Regions from separate parts of the Mus musculus genome. Here region 2 is linked to region 1. The links are chromatin contacts, called in public promoter capture Hi-C maps. All regions are on one chromosome and are shown on one strand. The core of a region is the stretch at or near the end of the contact, and the rest is flanking DNA. Distances in the headings are between cores, read along the strand shown.

Evidence for each region. Promoter capture Hi-C pulls out the DNA fragments that hold promoters and counts their contacts.
Region 2: a promoter capture Hi-C map of cranial neural crest shows a contact between it and region 1. The contact joins the promoter of Gnl3 here to the promoter of Sec24c in region 1. A contact is called at or near these places in 3 of 39 promoter capture datasets (cranial neural crest, frontonasal cranial neural crest and liver).

Annotation. Positions count from the first base shown.
Region 1 is chr14:20,670,845-20,675,796 of GRCm38.p6, forward strand. It overlaps Sec24c (Sec24 related gene family, member C (S. cerevisiae)), which reads left to right and starts at 3,477. Exons shown (of 23, transcript NM_172596.2): 1 at 3,477-3,544.
Region 2 is chr14:31,016,096-31,021,310 of GRCm38.p6, forward strand. It overlaps Gnl3 (guanine nucleotide binding protein-like 3 (nucleolar)), which reads right to left and starts at 3,036. Exons shown (of 15, transcript NM_153547.6): 1 at 2,834-3,036; 2 at 1,713-1,771; 3 at 1,181-1,318; 4 at 962-1,072; 5 at 732-812; 6 at 227-359. The coding sequence starts at 2,846. Pbrm1 (polybromo 1) reads left to right here and starts at 3,043. Exons shown (of 33, transcript NM_001081251.1): 1 at 3,043-3,198. It overlaps Snord19 (small nucleolar RNA, C/D box 19), which reads right to left and starts at 177; the gene lies at 124-177. RefSeq lists an enhancer at 3,746-3,774.

The DNA of each region.
Region 1 (4,952 bases), core at 2,227-4,726:
CTTATTATGATCCTCCTTCCCCGTGGCGACTTATTCCTTCTTCTTCCTATATTTCCACACTCTTATGGTCCTTGTCTCAGACCCTAAGCCCAGGAAACAAAGCCCTACCTACCACTCTTCTGCCCAGCTACAGGCTGTAGACATCTTTATTAACCAATCACAGATAATTTGGGGAGCGAGATTTATATAACAAAAACTGGTATATGTGACGGTCTTGGAGCAGCCAGATCTTAGGGTGCAGAATTAGCATTTGAATAAAAGCAGTACCAGACCAATCCACTACAGTTCTGCAGGTTTGTGATAAATCCTAACTATGACAAAGTTATAAAAATCAGAATTTAGAGTTAGAAAAACAGTATCTGAGTTCTTGTTACCTTGTTATTAGTGTGATTTCACAAAGTTGCTTGACTTTACCAGTAACAAAAAGCATCTGGCTCTCCCTTCTCTGCTTAGTCACATGTTTGTGTGCGGGTTGCGTGTGCATGTGACTGCAAGTGACTGGAGTCGCAAGAGAGCATTCTATCTCCCGGAGCTGGAGTCACAGGCAGTTACAAACCTCTCAGTGTAAGTCCTGGGGAACAAATGGCTCTTTTGCAAGAGCCACCTTTGCCTGTCCCTTAGTTTTACTTTTTTTTTTTTTTTTTTTTTTGGTTTTTTGAGACAGGGTTTCTCTGTATGGCCCTGGCTGTCCTGGAACTCACTCTAGAGACCAGGCTGGCCTCAAACTCAGAAATCCACCTGCCTCTGCCTCCTGAGTGCTGGGATCAAAGGCGTGTGCCACCACGCCCAGCTCCTAGCCAGTGCTCTTAACTGCAGACCTATCTCTCCAGCCCCACACCCACAACACTTTGACAGCTATGGGTTCACCTAAAATCACACACACACACACACACACACACACCTAAAATAACACACACACACACACACACACACACACACACACACACACACAACCCCTCATTACTGGTCTACACCTACTAGGTAGTAACTGAACAATCACCAGGCAAGCACCCTATACTGGCCTCCATCTACACCTACAGTTTTTTCTCTTTATTTATTTACCTTTTTGAGACAAGCTCTCACTACACAGCCCAAGCTAAACTTGAACTTTGTTTTTAAAGATAGGGTCTGGGGCTGGAGAGATGGCTCAGAGATTAAGAGCACTGACTGCTCTTCCAAAGATCCTGAGTTCAATTCCCAGCAACCACATGGTAACTCACAATCATCAGTAATGGGATCTGATGCCCTCTTCTGGTGTGTCTGAAGATGGCTACAGTGTACTCATACATAAAATAAATAAATCTAAAAAAAAAAAAAAAAGACAGGGTCTTATATAGCCTAATCTGGCCTTGAACTTGTGATAAACAAGGTGTGCCTGAGGTTCTGATCTTCCTGTCTCTGCCTCCATTCTAAGTGCAAAGTTGAGTTATAGGAAAATTTAAAATGCAATTTATAGCCTCCATCTTTAAGCTGTGAATCTTAGCTCTTATTAGGAGTGCATAACTTTAAGCAAGACAGATTATATCTGCCTCCTTATGGTGTGATGAAATATGAATGGGATAAATCATGTGAAATGCTAAGGTGAGGGAGGGCTCAAGCTCGGGCAGCTCAAGTGCTCAACAAATGTTATCTGCATTTGGCAAATTCTTAAACTGACAACTGTTAGTCAGCAAGAGAATCAACCAGGAGGGAGTCATTTGTCAAGCTTGGTGTAATGGAGTACTGTTTGCTGAGCCCCGTCCCCAAAACTGAACTACATGTAGGTGAATTAGAGCACATTTCTAGTCAGCTTTGGTAGCATATGCTTTTAATCGCAGCTCGCTGGGGGCAGAAGCAGAAGGATCTCTGTGAATTGGAGACCGGCTGGATCCACACAATGAATTCAGGAGGGTTATACAGTGAGACCTCCTATGAGAGAGAGAGAGAGAGAGAGAGAGAGAGAGAGAGAGTCATAAGAGTGGATAAAAGTGGTGGTGGTAATGTACCCTTTAATCCCAGCACTTGCGAGGCAGAGGCAGGTGAATTTCTGAGTTCAAGATCAACCTGGTCTACAGAGTGAGTTCCAGGACAGCCAGGGCTACACAGAGAAAACCTGTCTCTGAAAAAAAAAAAAAAATCCCAAATAAATAGGAAAGATATTAATTTACATTTCTAACAAGTCTCAGCTGATACTGATACTAGGATCCACGGACAGTATTTTAAAAGTGGATAGAAACAGGGCTGGTGACAAAGAACACTGGCTGCTTTTCCAGGTGACTTGGGTTTGATTTCCAGCATCCATGTATCTTACAAGATTTGTTAACTCCAGTTCCAGGGGATCCAGTGCCCTCTTCTGGCCTCTGCAGGTACTGTAGTCACAAAGTGCACAGATACACATTCAGGCAAAACACCCATACATAAGACATTTTAAAACAAGCTAGACAGAAACAACTGACTGGTTAGTAACTGACATGCAAACTTAAATGCCCATTTTTCTCTAAGCATGCATTACTGTGTAACTACCATTACGTAGGAAAAAACCCCACAAAACAGTTTGCCTACTCTATTCATGAACCTAAGTTGGCCCAAAGAAGTGCTTAAAGCATAACAGCACAGAAAGAATTCCAATGCATGCAACGGAGAGGTTGGAAGCATAAAAAGTGGGAGTTCACGGTGATCATGGGTTATATATCCAGTTTCAGGATAGTCTGCCTATAAATTGAGATCCAGTCTCAAAAAACTGATTAGAGGATAAAAGAGCAATAATCATTTATTAGTTAACATTGTTCTCTGAAGAGTCTTATGATTACTGAAAGAATTGTAGCTCTTTTAACAGAGAGCAGGGAGGTCTTTATATTCTGGTAGAGTTACCTCTATTAAAAAAAGGGCAAGGCATAAAATGGTAACTAATCTTTATTGAATAAACATTATACTGAACAATCTTAGGAAACGTCTCTAAATTCATCCCAATTCACTGTTCGACACGAATTCTTTTCATTAAAGAAGTAAACCGGGGCAGAAGTTGTCCAAACATTGAACTAATCGGCCCAAAGTCGAGGGTTAGAACCCACCCTACCACTACCACGTGTGGCTCAAAGGTCAGGGTGAGCTCTACCGTAGGGACGCAAATCAACGGGGTGAAAGGTTAACAGGAAGTGGATACAAGACTAGCTGTCCTTAAAGTCAACACACGACGAAGGGAGCGTTACTAAAAATAATCTGACCTAGTTTTCTCAATACCCTCTCAGCTGGTAAAGCCATAAAAAAAGTCTGGAAAATGTGGAAAAATCTGGAAAGGAAAGAAAAAAAAAAAAAAAAAAAAAAGCATGAAACTCAGCAATACTTTACAGACTGCGTCCATGACGGGATACACCACATACGCATGCGCAACATCCGGGTTTCCGGAAGCGTGCCTAAGGCCGACGTGGCAGAAGGAGTGGCCTAGCCCTAGAGCATGGGGCGGAACTTCCGGGGACGGCACGCCAGCCCCCCCCCCCTCGGAACCGGAAGTTGAGCCTGGGAGCCTTGACGTTAGGAACGAAGTCGAACCTGGATCTGGAGCCGGGTGAGGAGTGGCATCGCGAGGTTGCGTGGTGGGGAGGAATGCTGAGGAGAGGCCAGGGTATTTTTGGCCTGATCGCTGTCCGGTTTTAGAGGAAAGGGAGGAGCCTGGAGGCGGGGCCTAGAAAGAGACCCTCACCTCTCGCATCTGTGGCCGGCGATCGGTCTTAGGTCCCCGGACCCCTCCCTTCACCTCCTGGCCCAGGTTCCGGCTCGCTTCGCCCTCCCAGCATGTTGAAGGGCATTAGAGGATTGGTCTTTACTGCTTAGTGAACCGGCCCTCTTCGTGGCCCTAGAGGCTGGCTTGGCTTCCGGATCTCGATCTCTGGAGCGCTCAAGCCTCCGCATCTCGGGTACTTTCAGAGTTCTAGGAAGCTTGCCCCGCCCCTTTCGGTTGTCACCCTCGGCTATCCCCCTAGAATGGAGTCAAGATTGGAGTTTGACTCTGAGCTTATTCGGTCCCTCAGCCTCCTTCAGGAAATTAAAGGGAGAGGGACGTTTCCCAGGCTTGATGTTGGTGGCATGTGCAACGTTTAGCGTTTGGAAGGACTGTTCTAAAATGGCTTTGACTTTACAGAGTTTTCAGTCCGGCAGCGGTTTAGCTTCTGGGCTCTCCTAGCAAAGAGAAACCTATTGTTCTACTGCAGCACCTGAAAGGAGGTCTCACTCTTCCTGGGCCTCTTCTGCCTGTATAATAACTAGAAGGATGTTTAGATCTCCAGTCCCCTTGTTGGAATGACCCCTGAAAAGGACCTCCAACTCATCCTTCTGTTCCTGGGCAAGATTGCAATAGTTTGATAGCGACCTATCAAACAAACCTTAGAACAGAAACAATTACAGGCATGCTCTTGGATGTAGAATACCCATAGTCCTCTGCTTGAGACATGAGATGAATGACCTTTGCCATGGAATATTGCTACTTTTTTTTTATCTTAAATGTTTCATTTGTGAGGTTAATACATTCTGTTCATGGAAAGACTGGGGTCAGAGTAACATTTGGATTATTGTAGGTCAGACAAAGAATACTGTTTCTCCCAAATAGCTACTTTACAGTTTTTCTTTGTGTGTGTGTGTGTGTGTGTGTGTGTGTGTGTGTGTGTGTGTTTGAACAAAACCTAGTACATTTGAAGTTATTCTGTTTTGGGGGATGAATGGATGACTTGGTGGTAGATACAATGAATGGAAAGTGGAAACATTGCTTTATTTACCTGTAACATCATGGTAGTTATCAGGCAGAGGACTCTGTGTGACTGCCTGGACACTGAAAGTCATACCACTGGAGAATGGCTGCTGCTGTTCTGTTCCATTAAGTCTGTCTGAAGTTGAAATTTATACCTTCTTGGCAGTGACACAACATGGGGTTCACAGTAACAAAACCCTTGCTTTGAAGAAAGTGACTGCATACTGGCGGG
Region 2 (5,215 bases), core at 1,786-4,285, about 10 Mb after region 1:
ACTCACATTGAAGCTAAATATTAAAAAGCAGAACAGAAAAAGCCAAGTGAATAATCACTTGCAGAAACTACCTCCCCCCAGGTCTTTGGCCACCAGAGTGCACATTCATTGGCTTTGTTGAGGTCAGAGTTGGATCTTATCAGTCTTCAGTGGTAATCAGACTGTCCGATATTTTCCTCATACCTCATAGTGCACAAAATAGATAAAGGGGAGTGTTTGTACTCACCAGACTTATTTAATACAAGTATCAGCTTCTTACTCCCACTCTGGATAACAGCTTCTTCTATCTGAGGACACCTGCAACCAAGAGGATCTCTGGCATCCAAAACTTCTAACACAATGTCTGAGGCTTCAATCACCTGTCAAGTAAGAAACCATCAGAGCAGCAGTCCTTACTGAGTAGCACCCTCAACACTGACAGTGAATCCAGAAGATAGGATCTCCTGTATGCATTTCACTATCAAGTATGTTGACTGTTAAGTCTGGACATATAATCTACCCAATTGAGTCCTTAGGTTAACAGGCCTTTTTAGAAGGCAGGTAGGTGAGCTTGGGAAATGCATGCCTGAAATGGGGAGCTCTAGCAAGCAAGCACATTGGGAATCCACTGCCCACCCTTTAGACTCTGACTTCAACAGCGTTCTAAGAATTCCCTCTTTACAAAGCAGCTGTCAAGGACTAAGTTTTCAAAAATCTTAGATCATTTTTGACACTAACCTATACTAAGGTACCTTTTTAAGTTCCTGGCAATGTAACTTCTTTGGATTCTGTTTGCCTGCTTTGGCTTTCTTTCTTTTGGGCTCGTCAGATTCCTAAAAGGAAGAAAAATTAGAAACAGCAGTTGTTACCAGTATATCAACATTTCCCACAGATCACTACAGGCAATATATTTTAAATGGATGAGAAAGCCTACGTTTTGTTACTCCCAAGGAACGCAAGTTTTAAGGAAAGATAACCTTACCTCCCTAGTTTCCACATTAGACTGCTCATCACCAGGGCTAACTTCAAGTTTTCTTTTCCTTTCTTGCTCTTTTTGCCTATCAAGTTTCTGCTGCTGTTTTAGTTCTTCAAGCTGTGTCAGAGACGTGAAAGAGAGGAATGAGCGAGTGACTGGTGGCAGTGTATTGCTTTGGAAACCACATATATCATTCTACTGGAGCTTTCAGCCAGCAAAAATTACCTGCTGTTTCCTTAGTTCAGCTTCACGAAGAAGAGCCTCTTTAAAGGGAGCACTATTTGGAACACCTGGGTCCTTCCTAGGCTTCTTGTGACCCCGTTTTTTAGCTTCCTTCCTTAATTTTCGATGATGTTCTCGGACCTATTAAAAACAGCTCTATGAGGTCGGAAGGCACTTGCCTTGGTTCAATCCTCAGTATTAATACAAAAGAAACAACTCGCCCTACAAAAATACATAAGCACTGAGAACTTAGGGAACAAGCCAGCCTATCCGCAATTTATAATGGATGTGAAGCACCCTAGAAAAGCAGAACTTCAACTGGAACTATACAGGGAATTAACATGTACACAAAAAACAGAAAAGTGTTGCAGCTCTCTGTAAAGATGCCAGTGTGCTAGCTTGAGGCTTTCGTTTACCCTGTACTTTCCCACAGCTGCAGTCTGTCCAATCCTATACCATGACAAGAGCCTTCCCCACAGAGATGAAGAAAGCCATGTTAGCACCCCACTTGCTATGGGCCTCACAGAACACTTACCTTTTTTTGAATTTTATATCGCTTATGGCAGGTCATACGTTTACTCGCTTTCTTTAACTCTGCCAAAACAAAGAAAGAGAAAGACTGCACACATGAGCAGTGAGTGTTTTAAATTTCTCACATCACCTATATGGATGTTTTGCCCTCTCTTGTCAGCAGACCAACCACGTGCATGTAGTGTTCTTGCAAAGGAAGCCACAAGAGGGCTTCATCACTTGTCCTTCTACAGACAGCATGGAGCTGCCACGTGGGCTGGGACAACCCTGGGTCTTCACTCCATACCCAAAATGTTTCATTTACTTATTTTGTGTGTAGGTCTGAAAGCAATTTCCAGGAGTCAGTTCTACCTATCATATGAGTTTGAACTCTTGACAGTAAGGCTTAGTGGCAAGTGTTTATAGCCATATTCCTGGCCCTCAAGAGATTGTTTTATCAGGCCATGGGGGCCTACAACAATAAGGCTATCCCGGGCAACATAGATCTTGCCTCAACCGTCCCTGCAAAGTTATGCAGGGTATTTAATGGAAATCACACCACAACGCCAGTCAATTCGACTCGGTGGACCCACAATGGAAGCAGCTTCTAGAGGAAAGCACTACAAATATCAAGGTTTCTTTCTTTATTTTTATTTTTTCGAGACAGGGTTTCTCTGTGTAGCCCTGGCTGTCCTGGTAGACCAGGCTGGCCTCGATCTCAGAAATTCGCCTGCCTCTGCCTCCCAAGTGCTGGGATTAAAGGCGTGCGCCAACACGGCCAGGCTCTTTTTTTAATTTTTAAGCCATGGTTTCAGTATACAGCCCAGGCTGGCTGCAAACTTTCTATCTTACTGCGTCATCCTTCGTGTACATGATTAGGGCGCGTGCCACCAAGGCCGAAAGACCATGGTTCTGAATAGTTCTAGGAAAACGGCAGGCTCGAAAAGAGGCTCAAACACGTTAATCACAGAAATCTGGCTCGGTTTTCCTCTCAAGGGCTTAGCTCTCCTGCTATACAACAGGCCAAATTTGGGTCTGGGCCTTCTAAGCATCAGATCTACGCGGAACTCATCAATGGCCTATGGAGAGTCCTCTCCCTCCAGCCACAAAGCACCACCCGCGCGTTTCGCTCCCGACCCCACTCACTAGGCCTCTTCATCCTGGCCGCGGACGCTTCAGGAGCAGAGGAGGTCTCGGGATCACCACGACTTCTCGGGCGCCACGTGCGAACTGGAACTGCGGTTCAACGTCACGCGCTCCAGGACCTGCCGGAAAGTGTGTCGGGGCCGGGCCGAGTGCGCGCGCACACACATACACTGTCGCGCCGAGCCGGGCTCGCCTGGCGGCCACAGGTTGGATTTACGGCAGCACTGGGAGGGGTGAGGGCGGTGAGGGCGGCGGGTGCCGGAGAGACGGCCGCGGCCAGAGGAGCGCTAGCAGCCGTGGCGGCCACGGGGCGGGGCTCGGCGGTCGGGGACCGCAGCCGGGGCTGCAGGCGGCGGAGCGGCGGGGTAAGGCCGGGCCCGGGGCGGGCGGGGCCGCCCCTCCTCGGCCGGCTGCCGGGCCTTTGTGTCGGCCCGGGCGGGCGGGCGGGCGGGCGGGAGTCGCGGCGGAGGCCCCGCCCCGTGGTGCGGACGCGCTGGTCGGGCAGGGCGCGGGGCGGGGCGCGGCACGGCACGGCGGCGGGGCCTCGGGACAGGGCCCAGCAGCCCGGCCGCACCTGCCGCCGGGACAAAGGCAGAGCAGGGCCCGGAAACTCCCTTCGCTGCTCTTTCCCGCCCGTCGCGGGCCGCCTTCAAAGCTGTCAACGTTTCCTTTAGCCCCAGAACCAGTGACAGGTCGGGCGAACTCTTCTTTTCCTCCGCCTCTCAAGGCCTCTTTTTTTTTTTTTTTTTTTTTTTTTTTTTTTTTTTTTTTTTGGTTTCTTGTGCGTTCGGCAAAAAACTCCCTATTGAGTTTTTGTTTTTGTTTTTTTCTTTCCCAATGATCGCCCAAACGGAATATTTTTTTGTTTTTGTCAGAGAGACTTACTTATTTACAGGCTAGGTACTTAAGCTTCTCATTTGTACCGTCACGACGAGTTGAGTTTTTGTAAACTGTATTTTCTGGTTTTAAAAGTATTTTCCGTTTCAAAATTTTGTTTTCTGAAGAAGTGAGTCTTATTTTAAGAAAATTTGATATCAAAGGGGGGACAAAAATATAAAATTCCTGGAAAACAAATGACAAATACACAATAGACCGGATGTAGGAATTCGAGGACTAACTATAGAAGCGTATGGTGGAATATGCTATCTTAATCCAAACTTTTCAAAACTTACTGTAGGAGCCAGGCACAGTAGAAAACACCTGTTCTAGCTCTTGAGTTGGGAGTATCGCAAGTTCCAGTGTACTTGGGTTACATAGTGAGACCTGCCATTAAAACAAAAAAGTGGTTATACGTTTCTTTCTTAACCCATTTGGTAGTAGGCTTTTCCCCCCAAAGTAATTCAGAAGCATATTGGATTCCAGATGTTGAGGAACATAGCTTTTGCTTTAGTAGTTTTTAAGATCCAAAATGAAAGATTGGAAAGTATCCTCGTTTATCTTTGAAGTGGCCTTACTTTGCTGCTAGATTTACCTCAGACTTCTGGATCACCCGCCTCAGTCTCCTGAATGCTGGGTTTACAGGCGTGTGCCACTGCTGGAGGGTGGGGGAAGTGAGGATAGTAACTGCTGAAGACATGTTTGGGATTAAAACAGTAACACCTGTATGTGCAGATGCACCTTAGAGTGTGAAACGTAGCTCAAGTACTAGTGCATTCCCCAAATCCCCATGCTATAGACCCGTCTAGTAGACTGTTAGGAAGACATCAGACATCATGAAAGAGAGTGCTGACTTGGTTACCTCTTCATTTTTATATCACTCCATTTATGGGAAAGATAGTTGGGTTGAACTGTAGTTGAGTTGGTAGAGAATCTGGTATATTTGTGAAGCACTGGGTTCAGGTCCGTATACTACATAAACTGGACATGGTGGTACATGCTATCCCAGCATTTAGCATGTGGAGGCAGGAGGCTCAGAAATTCAAGCCCTGAGTTCAAGACTAATATGGTATGGATGAGACCCTGTTGCAAAAAGAAAAGGAGAGAAAACAACAACAACAAAAGATAACATAAGGAGTAGGTAAATATTAAAGGCTCTGAGTGGCAGTGGTGAAGGTGGTTTTCCTGTGAGAAGTAGGATGGTAATTGCCTACTTATTACCACAATTTTTGTTTTAAGTATTTGTTACAATGCTGAATATTACTAAAAAACACAGAATACTAAAAGTATGTTGTCAGGTATTTGGCTATACTAGGTACTTACACAGTTCCATATTTTTTTTTTAATATTTATTTTATGTATATGAGTATACCATAGCTGTCTTCAGACACACCAGAAGAGGGCATCAGTTCCCATTACAGATGGTTGTGAGCCACCATGTGGTTGCTGGAAATTGAACTCAGGACCTCTGGAAGAGCAGTTAGTGCTCTTAACTGCTGAGCCATC